2 separate regions of the Anser cygnoides genome follow, and region 1 is linked to region 2. Evidence: chromatin contacts called from public Hi-C data. All regions are on one chromosome and are shown on one strand. Each heading gives the region's core, a stretch centred on a gene start, on an enhancer-like site or on the middle of the called end of the contact. The rest is flanking DNA. Distances are from core to core; before and after follow the strand shown.

Region 1 (5,404 bases), core at 492-2,991, 660 kb before region 2:
TTGTTCATCCCTTATGACATTTAACTACCAGAAAAACTATGAGAATTATTCTGAGAATAATTATTATGAGAATATTTAGAATTATTTCTAATAAACGTTCTTCTATTCAGAATAGAGAGCGTAGTAAGTCTACTCAAAAGGTAATTCAAGTTTCTTATACTAACCAGGGTCACCAGCCAGTAAATTAAAATAAAGTATCTCAATAGGAACAGAAGCAGTGACCTTATAAATTAGAATAACTACCTAGTGTAGAGGATTTTCTTAACTTAGATTTTATTGCAAAATGTTAATCCTGAGATTCTTGCTTTGCCTTCATTAGTAGCTTTAGGAAAAACCTAAAGCAAAAAAAGGGCTGTCATACCCATGCTCCATAATTAAAACAACTTTGTGGGATATTTTCACTTCAAGAGTCATCTGGAACTTGCAGGCAAGCAAAGTTAAAGCAGTCAAAAGCAAACCCCATCATCCTTTCCCAGATTTTCAACTTCAGGCAAACACAAGAAAAATCAGAAAGGTTATGTTTGCTATCATTAGGTGTCTTTATTTTGCTTTATTTCACATTTCATATGCCAACATTCTACCTCTGTGGTAAAACCTGATCTACCTGTTGGAAAAATAACAGAGCAATTACCCTATGGGGAGCAATAAAATAATAAACCAGCGAGTACTAGGGAAGTAGAACACTAGGCAGGGATAATAGATGTAATGACTAGGAAGACAAAAACGAGATAAAGCTTCAAAAACATATCCAGTGATAAGCTAAAGTGTTTTCCACTGCATATTAAAGTATGTGGATTTCTTTTTAGGAATGTGTCTTGCTTCCCATGAAAAAGCATACATATTTGTGTATATGTATACAAACATGCATACAGCACTGTCTATAAACATATATATTACAATCGGACTGGTAAGTTATATGTGTGTATTAGAGCTAGATTATTTTGTATTGTTGTTTTATCGTTACATGGTCCTGCTGTTAATGATAGAGATTCGGGATGTCAGGAACTCCTCTGCTGAAAGTTACGCTATGCAAACTCTGTCTTTGGTGACGTAGACCCAACGGCCTGGGAAAATCCCAGGCAATGCTGGACTTCCAGGTTCTCTTTCCACTAAAGAGGAAAGTTGTTGAGACTTTTCCCAGCTCATCTGTGACCCTGGAAGATAAACTAATAGTGAGAGAGTGGTTCAGCCGATCAATTATTAGGTCAGCTCTAGAAAGAGTAAATAAGGGTCACTTGGCGATTTGCAGCCAGTGCATCACCAAAGCAGCTGTCTGCAGGTATTTGGTCACTGCTAACCCAGGTCATGGCGATGACCTACATGTCAAACTGTGTGCTTAGGATCTACTTTTGCTCCCTTCGTGCTTCAGTGTACTCTCCACACAGAGCCGGGACTTTTAACACCCGCAGTACCCCCTGCATTTAGAGCACCGAAGGAGCCTGCACACCTCCCGGTGGCTCCCCGTTTGGTTATCCCCTCCACCAGCGTGCCCTCAGGGCCGGCAGCAGGGCAGCACCCCCCGGCCCGCCGCCCCTCGGGGGCCTCCCGGAGCCTCCCCGGCCGTGCCCCGGCCCCACACACCCAAGGTCAGCGGCCGGGGCTCGGTGCCAGGGGCCGAGGGAGCTCCGCCAGCGGCCGTCACGAGCCGCCCGTGAGGGGATGTCCCGTCATGGGCAGCGGGGCCGGGCCTGCCGGAGCCCCGCCCGCCGCGGGCTCTACTTAGGGGCGGCGCTGCAGCCGCTCGCCACAGGGCAGCTACAGCCCGACCGATCCCAACCGAGCGATCCCAACCGATCCCCAGCGATCCCGAGCGACCCCTCGCAGCGATGAAGGCGGCCCGCATCGCCCTGCGCAGCGCGGCCCCCCTGGCAGGGGCGGCCGGAGGCAGCGCCAGCCGAGGCAGCGCCAGCCGGCTGCCGCGGGAGGTGGAGCAGTTCTCCCGCTTCTCCCCCTCGCCGCTCTCCATCAAGCAGCTGCTGGACTTCGGTGAGAGCCCCGGAGCCGCTCCGAGCTCGCCCTGGGGCCGGGGGGGTGGGTGGCTGGGTGGCCGGGCGGGTGGCAGCGGTGGCGGGGGTGGGGGGAGGCGCCGCCACCCCTCTCCTCAGGCGCCCTCCGAGGGCTCCGCGCCGGTTGCCAGGCGATGCCGGCCCGCGTCAGCGCCGGAGCTGGGCTGCGGCTCTCTTCTGGGGCCCTTAATGGGATTTGGGGGCGGGGGGACAACAGCAGCGAGGTCGGCTGATGGATGTTTTCGTGCCGAGCGGCACGCGTTGTCCGGGAGGAGGCGTGCGGCTTGTCCCGGCCGAGCGAACAGCCTGTACCCGGCTCCCGTTTCCCTGCTGGCAGCCGCCGAGCCCGCTCTCACGCGGCGCTGTCCTGAAGGAGCCCGTGTTTACAGGGCTGCAGCGGCTCTCCCGGAGGATTACGAAGTCCCCCTGTCAAAACGGGAAACCTACAAACATGCCTCCCGGGGATGGGCGGTGTCCTGCTGTGCTGCAAACCCACACGCAGGAGATCTGGCTAGTAGTAGCATGATGATTGCAAAGGATTGTAGTCCTCAAGTCTGCAGAAAGACAACAATTTATACTTGTGATTTCTTTTTTTCCCCCAACACAAAACATTTTATTTGGTTGGATTTGTTTTGTAGGCTCAACTAATGGATGCGAGAGAACTTCTTTTGCCTTTCTGAGACAAGAACTTCCCGTGAGGTTTGCAAACATACTGAGGGAAATCGATCTTCTCCCCGACAAATTGCTAAGCACGCCATCAGTGCAGTTAGTAAAAAGCTGGTAAGTAAGAACTGCTTGAATTGGGCCCGTAGAATAACACAGCTCCAACAACTTTGTTGTCATAGACTATTTTGAATAACAGACGACAGTAACAAAATAAACTAGAAATGCAGTTCATTCATCAAAGCTTAATTGCAAGCTGTTCTACACTTGAGTAGCATGCTAAAATTAAATTGAAAACCCAATATGGTCATGTTGTTGTTTTTAAAACATCTCTTAACTTAACAGTTTAAAGCTTGCTGTTAGAACAAACTTCTTTCCACTTTTTAAGAAGTGAGAAGACAGTGCTCTATTCTCACATAACATGCACAGACCCTCAGAGTTACATGGAAATGGAAGAGCTGGCTATATTCTTGTTTGGGTCTCTCACTGATGGAATTGCTAGCAGAACTTCTGTAGCAAATTGCCTTGGCCGATGCAGCTTAGAATTCAGTTAACGTTCACTTTGTGGTTGACAGAGTGATTGGATCTGATTTAACCTTGCTCTACTGGCACAACTGCAGCACTTGCAAAGAAGGCTGACGCAAAGGGCAAAAGCAGTAGAGTAAGATCCAGAAACGTTCTTAATCTGGCAAACTACAGTTGTGCCTTTACAATATGCGTCAAGGCTGTCAGACATCAGCAAAGAGGCTCAAGTGCTTAGCTTGTGACAAAGCTGATTAGACTTGGAAAACTTTTGCTCAGGTGGCTTCCATTATTACTTATTATTTGGATCTTCTTTTGGAATGCCCCTCTTCTCTAAAACTGTAAGAGGAGCCAATGTTAAAGTGATGTTTTAAATTCTTGTCTGGGTGGCAGGCATGAGAAGACTTGCATGACTTCTACAGTTCAGGCAGAAGTGACTGTGTTTCCATGCTTAGATGGAACTTTGATACTTCAGATATTTTGGACTCTTAGCTGACTTGTTGAGAGTAATAAGTTGGACAATAAGTATCTTTTCTGTTCCTAGACTAATGAAATATCCTATTCATTTGATTTTATTTTTTAATAGGTACATCCAGAGTCTAATGGAGCTGGTTGAGTTCCATCAAAAAAGCCCAGATGACCAGAAAGTATTATCTGAGTAAGTTATACATTTGTTTCATTGAGCTTTCAATCATATACTCTACTTTTCATATGATCACTTCAGAATGATCACTGTTCTGAACTGAATTTGGTAACTTAATATGAATTGCTGAGCATCTCACAAACAATATGTTGAGCAATACTGCACATAAATGACCTTCGGCAGCTTGGTTTTAAGGGTGTAGTGCCTCCTGAACTGTCATGACAAAGATCAACAAAAAATATACTTGATGTCATGTCCCTGCTTCTTTCCAAGATATCAGCTAGGGGTCATCTTAACTCCCTGCATTCTCCTTCTTAAACTCTTATGCATGAGGAAGCAGGCGATGAATTTGACATGAGTAATGATTACGCTGTTTATATTAAAAATATCCTATTTCTGGTGTAGGTCAATGTAGGTCAATTTAAAAATACAGTCTATTTTTAAATTATTTTAACATTAAGGCTACTTTACTTATCTGTGTTACTGGATTAGATAATGACTTTTGTACACAGCTTGCCTTCATGTAGTTTTAGAACAATGTTCTAATGCGATTTTTTTTTTTACTTAGCTTTATAGATACATTAATTAGAGTCCGAAACAGACATCATGATGTGGTCCCTACAATGGCACAAGGAGTAATTGAATACAAAGATATGTTTAAAGTAGACCCTGTCACCAATCAAAACATTCAGTATTTCTTGGATCGCTTTTATATGAGCCGTATTTCCACCCGGATGCTAATGAACCAACACAGTAAGTAGAAATTCTTATCTGAGGAAAAACTTCACAGAATCATAGAATGGTTTGGGTTGGAAGGGACCTTAAAGATCAGCTAGTTCCAACCCCCTGCCTTCAACTTAGTGAAAAACATTTTAATGCAAATGTTTCTTAGAACTGTTGGAGATCTGCCTCAGATAACTGATGCTGAAAAGTTAGTGTATGACTTAAAGTAATGGGAGAATTTATTTTTTGACTACAGTCTAATTGTAGTAAGCTGTATGGAAAATGCAGGGATCTCCTTTACATCTGAAAAGCCTTTAGATCTACACAGATGCTAACATAGTGCTATCTATGCCTTTTTAGATTTTAAAAAGGCTATCTACTGCCAGCAAACCATCTTATGTGACTACATGCTAATAATATAATTAATTAATATAAACTTAATTTTCAAATAGTACAGTATTTCTAATTAAATACAATATTTGCTTTCATCCAAAACAGCCCTTCTTTTTGATGATAAATCCAGCTCAGGGCACCCAAGGCACATTGGAAGTATTGATCCTTGCTGTGATGTTGTTGAAGTAGTGAATGGTAAGTGTTCTGATACCATAATTTCTCTGTGATCAATATTTATCTGCTTGCAAGCAGATTGGGTAACCAGAAAGTGTTATAGGACGCTGACTGTTTCTTGTTGAAATAGCTGAAAGCAGTCTATCAAAACATGAGTTTTTGTAGGACGGAATTTAAAATACAAAGCAGCGGTAAAAAAAATGTTTGAATAAGGCCTAGTAAGTAACAGATGAGGAAGGAATTAAAGCTCTGGTGTTGAAATCAGCATTACTTACTCTTA
Region 2 (5,808 bases), core at 690-3,189:
TTAATCCTTTCCTGACAAAAGAGGACCTTCCAAACCCCCCAGATCTAGACGACTGCCTTCACTAAAGCCTTGGCCTCCTTCTATTTCGGAATGCCACGGATCTGAGATAAGGCAAAGTGCAACGATGAGCGGTATTTGCTGTCCTCCCTGCACATGCAGGAAGACCACAGCAAAAGAAGAGGTACAGCTGAGTGACACAGGTCACAGGAAGGCAGGTGACTCTGCTGACTGACAGACAGACAGACAGACAGCCTCAGCACAAGCCTGACGCTGTGGTATTTGCAACACAAGCCTGTACTCGGCATCCAGGTGACAGGATTCACTTGCAACATTTTTACTGATCCTTCCTCTGCCAGCTTATTCCTGCTTTGAACAAGGTCCAGGAGTTTAGATTAATGAAACTAATTTGTTAGGGAGCAGACTGGTTGTGCACCAGGTTTCTTTGTATTATACAGAAAATGAACAGACAACTGCAAAAGTTCAAGGCCGAGAGGCCTAGTTTTAGTCATAGAAAGCTTCATGAATTAAATGGCCTTTGCAATATCCTGTTTCAACACTGGAAGTATGAAAGTCAGTTCAAAAGAAAGAGAAATCTGAAGTAAGAATCGCATGAATCAGAAGTAGCCGCACTATTTTTTCTCCACAGTGCACTGGGAAAGAGGAGAAAGTTGAAAAATGATCAATTTATCCATGAAAGTGTAAGATTCTTCATGTCATTTTTAAAAGCTTCCATCAAATTCATAACAGCACAGCTCCCAAGTCACAGGGAGCTGACATCAGGCAATCCAGCGTGCCCTGTTTTTAAAAAGCTACGGAGCAAGACCCGGCAGGAGCTGAAAGTTTATCTCCAGGCACATCAGGGACAACCCCTTACACTTCATCATGCCCACCTCTGAGCGCACATCAGGCTTGCTTGCATATGGCTGTTATTATGATAATGGTGCTTACTCCTTGTGGTAGGTACTGAACTTCAGCACTTCACTCACCATAGTTCACAGGCAGATTTCTCACATACATGCAGCTCGTCCCGTCCCATCCCATCCCATCCCATCCCATCTGACTTCCCCCAGCAAGCCCTCCCCGTCTGCCCCAACACAGCACTTTCTACCAAATAAATAAATAAAATAAATAAATGCACCTAATTATCTAACTTTGACAGGTGTGCTTCATCACACTTTGGCCTTCTGCAGGTGTCAGTGTCCTCACTGTTGGGAACAAACAGAGTTCACCAGTGCCACCACCACTTCCAGAGCTGCATTTGGCATTCAACTCCCATTTCCCCTTACCCAACGTGCCTCCTTTCCCCTCGATCCCTGACTTAATTTCACAAGAAAACTAACTCTTACTCCCCTTAGCACCCCTCTAGAAACACCACCGTGGCAAACGGGCTCTGTCCCGGCACTCGGCATTCCCGAACACAGCAGTGGGGGCACGGAGCCTCCATGTCCCGTCCCGGGCTGCCGTTTCGTGCCCTGCCCGCTCTCCTCCCTTCCCTCCTCCCTTCCCTCCTCCCTTCCCCCCGTCCCTCCGGCGGGCGGCAGCCGGGCCCCCGGGCGCTCAGCCGAGGAAGCCTCCGCGCTGCCGCCGCCCGCCCCTGACGGCGGCCCGGGGCGAGGGGGGGGGGAAGCTCCGTCCGGAGGGGGCCGCGGCACCGGCCGTGCCCCTCGCCGCCCCCGGTACCTTCCTGAGGGCCGCCCGCAAGGCGCCGTGCTGCGGCGTGTCGGTGCCGTGCCCGCGGTGCCGCCGCCCGGAGCCGCCGCCGCGCAGGGCCGAGGCCCGGAGCGCCCAACGCCCGCAGCCCCGCAGCGCCATGGCCGCCGCCGCCTGCCCCGCTCCGCCCCGCGGAGGGCCGCTGCCTGCTGCGGGGGGCCCTGCACCGCCCCGGCACGGCTCGGCTCGGCCCCCCGCAGGCTCCCCTGCCCGGCCGGGGCAGGCCGTCGAGGGGCAGGCAGGTTTTTTTAGTGCCGACCGGCGTGCCCCCGGTAAACAGGTGGCGAAAGCGAAAGGACCCGGCCGTGCGGAGGGAGCGAGGCGAGCTAGGCTGCTTTCAGATTTATTTATTTTTTTGTACGAAAAAGAAAGAAAAAAAAAAAAAAGAGAGAGAGAAGAAGATCTGCTCCTGAGCGTGGAGGACAAGGAGCGGCGGAGCTGGGGACCGGCAGCCTCAGGCGATGACACAGCCTCCTTTCTCCTTGAAGGGGTTCTTGTCCTCCGGGACGCCCTTCACCAGCGGGTCCTCGCCCGACCGCTCCTCGATGTAGTTCTTGATCTCCTCGGAGCACTTGGACACCTGGAGCGGGGAACAAACACATGGCAGGGCTATGGCCAGAGCTGGTGGGGCGCATCCCAGCCGCGCCACGGTGAATTCGCATCTTTCCCTATTTACCTGCCCATTGAACAGAGGTGATCTGACCACAGAGCCAGCACTAAGCGTGTGTACTCTGCCTCCTTCCACTTTTTCACGGCTTGATACTCACTGAAGGCATGAGCATCACTGGAAATGTGTATGCTGCTTGGAACAGCAGTTGCCTCGTAGTTAAACTTACATTTTTTAAATAGCCAGTATAGTTTTATTAAGCTGAGGACCACATGCTTTTCCCCCCAGCATGTCTTATAGTCAACGTGTTCAGGCACAGCAAAATCTCAGTTCTACAATGTGGTGGTATCTGTTTTCCAAGTATACGTAACTTCACATGTTTTTCTCAAACAAAACATCCAACAATGATTTTTCGGTGGCAACTCAAATCCCCACCCTGCAGTTCTATGGGAGCAACCACACATTTTAAATGGTGGTCAAGAACTAGCTAGGAAAGAATGTACTTACAGGTGACCTGGGGTTAATTGAAACAGCGGTTAATAAAATACCCTTCCGCGTTAAGAAAGGGCATAACACACGTGACACGTTGCATGCCATTCACAGCAAAGCAGCACCCAGTGGGGCAGGCCTGCACAGACACCCGCCTGTGAAGAAGGAACAGGTTTATTTTTGTTCTCAGAAGGCAGCGCATGCATCAGGTGCAGCCACAGTGGGTGTGGAGCCTGAGGGCACGCAAGCGAGTCCCACCAGCTCCAGAGGATCCCTGACCACACGCTCCTGCCATTTCCCTTCCCTGTGGCGGCAGAAACTGTCCTCAGGTGCCTGAATGTGGGACATTTCTAAGGACACGCTCCCAGATGTGCCCTGCTTCTGCCCACAGTCCCTGTGCAGACAGCAGTCAGTCAGCACTTAATTAAATTAGAATTCATTAAATTCTAATTTAAGGCCCGTTTGTTGCCTTCCTTGTAAATTGTATATTACTGCAAAGGCAAAATGATGGCAACAGAAACGGTGAATTTACTTGCAGTATCACTGGCTCTAAGCTGTCAGAAATAACTCATGGTTAATTCCACACCAAACCATGCATGGAATAAGACCTAACTACCTCTAGCTCTCTCACGGCAGAGAAGAATGTGGACCTGCAAATCCCATTACACTTGTGCCTTGCTCTGCTGTGCCTTGCAAACCCATTCCTTTGAGTCAGGGCACCTTATGCCATGGTGTAGCTGTAAAGGTATAGGAAGAGGTCAAGAAGAATTTCGGTAAACATTTGCACTTTTGGCAACACGAAGCGTGGGTTCTGCACTTCCATGTCCCTGTAACACCTGTAACGGAGCTACCAGGGGACTGAGACAACTACTACACAAATTGCATTCTCACAGTGAAACTTTGTATAGAGCATTGGTAAAATTGAGGACATCGTCTGTGCTTTACTACAGATGGTTTGAAAATACCTATTTCCCTAAAGTCTTTTGGGTTATTTGGAATATTTAGGTAGGGTTTTAAAATTGTTGTTATGAAAATCAAAATCTATACGTCCTACAGCATATATTTCGGTTGCTTGGGAACTCTCTGAGGGATAATCTAGGTGTCTGTAGTACTTGCATGTGCGGCCCTCAGCACTGCTGGAGCTGTCACCCGTACCACACCTAACGTGTACACCCACTCATAGCTAACTGGCACCTAAAACGTAATTGTGGCTTTCTTGTTTTCTGGGCTAAGTACCTAGAGCTAATTCGCATGAATAATTCCACTGATCCCCTAACATAAATGCGCATTAGTCCTAAATAGAAGTGTTTACTTAGATGAGTTTGCTTCTGCTGGAATGCAGAATAAGAAAAAAAAGAAAAAAGTTTTATCATGGAGCGAGATCAGTTCTGCTCTTCCACGTATAGAAACCGTGCAGAAATACTACAATAACAACAAAGATCACTGGAAAACCAGTTCGCCCGTGGGAAGAAGCGTCGAGGACGGAGAAGAGCGCGGTGTTTTCCGCCGGGCACGGCAGGACGGAGCGCGGCTCTGCAGCGGCACCCCTCTGCCCTCTGCCCCTCGCTCGGGCAGGGCGAGGACGGGCTCTGCTTCTCCTGCTCCCCCCGCATTGCTGGGGGCCGTGCCGTGCCGTGCCGTGCCGTGCCGCACCCAAGGCCACGGGAACGGCGGGTGCCGGTCCCTCGGGGCCTCCCCCTCTCCTCGCAGCCTCCCCCTGCGAGCCCGGTGCCAGCCGCACGTCGGGGCGGCGGCCGCCTCCCGACGGCCGGGGGTCGCTGGGGGCGACACGGGGGCAGAGCGGCCCCCAGCGCCCCTGCCCCTCGCAGGACCGGGCTCTCCCGCTCCGCACCGCCCGGCTTCGCCCGACCTGCCCCGGGCACCGCTCCCGGGGGGTGCCGGGCTCCTCGCCCCCCGGCCCCGGGGCCCCCCGCGGCCGCTGCCTCACCGGCTGCCTCTCCAGCTTGACTTCTTTCCGCAGCTGCTCCACTTCCATTTTCAGTTTGTCCTTCTCGCTCAGGTCCTCGATGTTGATGGCCGGCATGGTTTACGCTGCCGAAGCCCGGAGGGAGGACAAAAGGTTACCGCTGGGCAGCGAGGCCGGCCGGGGCCGGAGCCCCCGGGCGGGCTGCGGGGCGGCGGGGCTATGGGGCGGCGGGGCTATGGGGCGGCCGCCCCCGGCCCGCCCCCGGGCTCACTCACAGGGTGCCGCCGGGCTGTCCCGGCCCGTCCCGCTGCTCCGCGGCCGCCGCTTCCTCCCCGCCGCTCCTCGCACCCCTTCCCCGAGCCGCTCCGGCCTTTAAACCGCCGGGCTAATCCTCCCTTCACCGGATTAGGGCCAGCCGTCCGGCCCGGCCCCGCTCCCGGGGCGCCGGGGCGTTCACACCGGGGCTGCGTGCACGGGGAGGGCTCCGGGAAGGGTGTCCCCCTCCGGCCGGGGGGCTCATGCGGCCGGGTGCGCAGTCCCAGCGCTGAGCTCCCTTCCCTCCGCTCCTCCCGTCCCGCACGGTGATGCCGCCCGCATCCCTGGGCTCCTGCATCTCCTGGTCCGGGAGGCGAGGCAGCAGCAGGTGTTTTGCTTGGGCGCATTCCCCAGTATTCGTGCATTAAACCTGAAAGTGGAGTGGACTAAAAGGCTGAGAGGGGAAGGAACTGCTCCCGGGTCGGGTGTCCAGGCCAGGCCGGTAGGTTTGTCTGCAAGGCAGAGCTGCAGCTCTGCGTGAGAGGGCTGCCATGCCCGGCCTGCACAGAGCATCTCGGGTTGTGCAGCTGTGGTGGATGCTGAGGACTGGGGATGCTCTGTGAGAGATCTGATGGGTTCAGAAAGCACAAGAAGGAACTGAGAAATTCTCCTGTACTTTCATATACCGATGAGGTCTAGACCCCAAACAGGGGGATTGCTCTTGAACAGGCTGGTCCCTCCACCCAGTTTGTACAGCACCTGGCATCTCTGATCCTAGCAGCCGCTTTCCTATGAAACCAGCAGAGGCTGAATCTGCACA

The links. A called contact is a pair of places that touch in the nucleus more often than the background predicts.
Region 1: a contact with region 2 is called in a Hi-C map of liver, with 2.6 times the contacts expected there. The contact joins the promoter of PDK4 here to the promoter of LOC106039669 in region 2. A contact is called at or near these places in 2 of 7 Hi-C or Micro-C datasets (both in liver).

The regions. Positions count from the first base shown.
Region 1 is chr2:26,647,420-26,652,823 of Taihu_goose_T2T_genome, reverse strand. PDK4 (pyruvate dehydrogenase kinase 4) reads left to right here and starts at 1,741. Exons shown (of 11, transcript XM_013183478.3): 1 at 1,741-1,986; 2 at 2,645-2,786; 3 at 3,778-3,849; 4 at 4,403-4,587; 5 at 5,056-5,145. The coding sequence starts at 1,827.
Region 2 is chr2:25,987,005-25,992,812 of Taihu_goose_T2T_genome, reverse strand. It overlaps LOC106039669 (probable acyl-CoA dehydrogenase 6), which reads right to left and starts at 1,939. Exons shown (of 11, transcript XR_010829125.1): 1 at 1,681-1,939. LOC106039641 (guanine nucleotide-binding protein G(I)/G(S)/G(O) subunit gamma-11) reads right to left here and starts at 5,198. Exons shown (of 3, transcript XM_048054480.2): 1 at 5,009-5,198; 2 at 4,755-4,858; 3 at 2,038-2,290. The coding sequence starts at 4,850. The coding sequence ends at 2,165.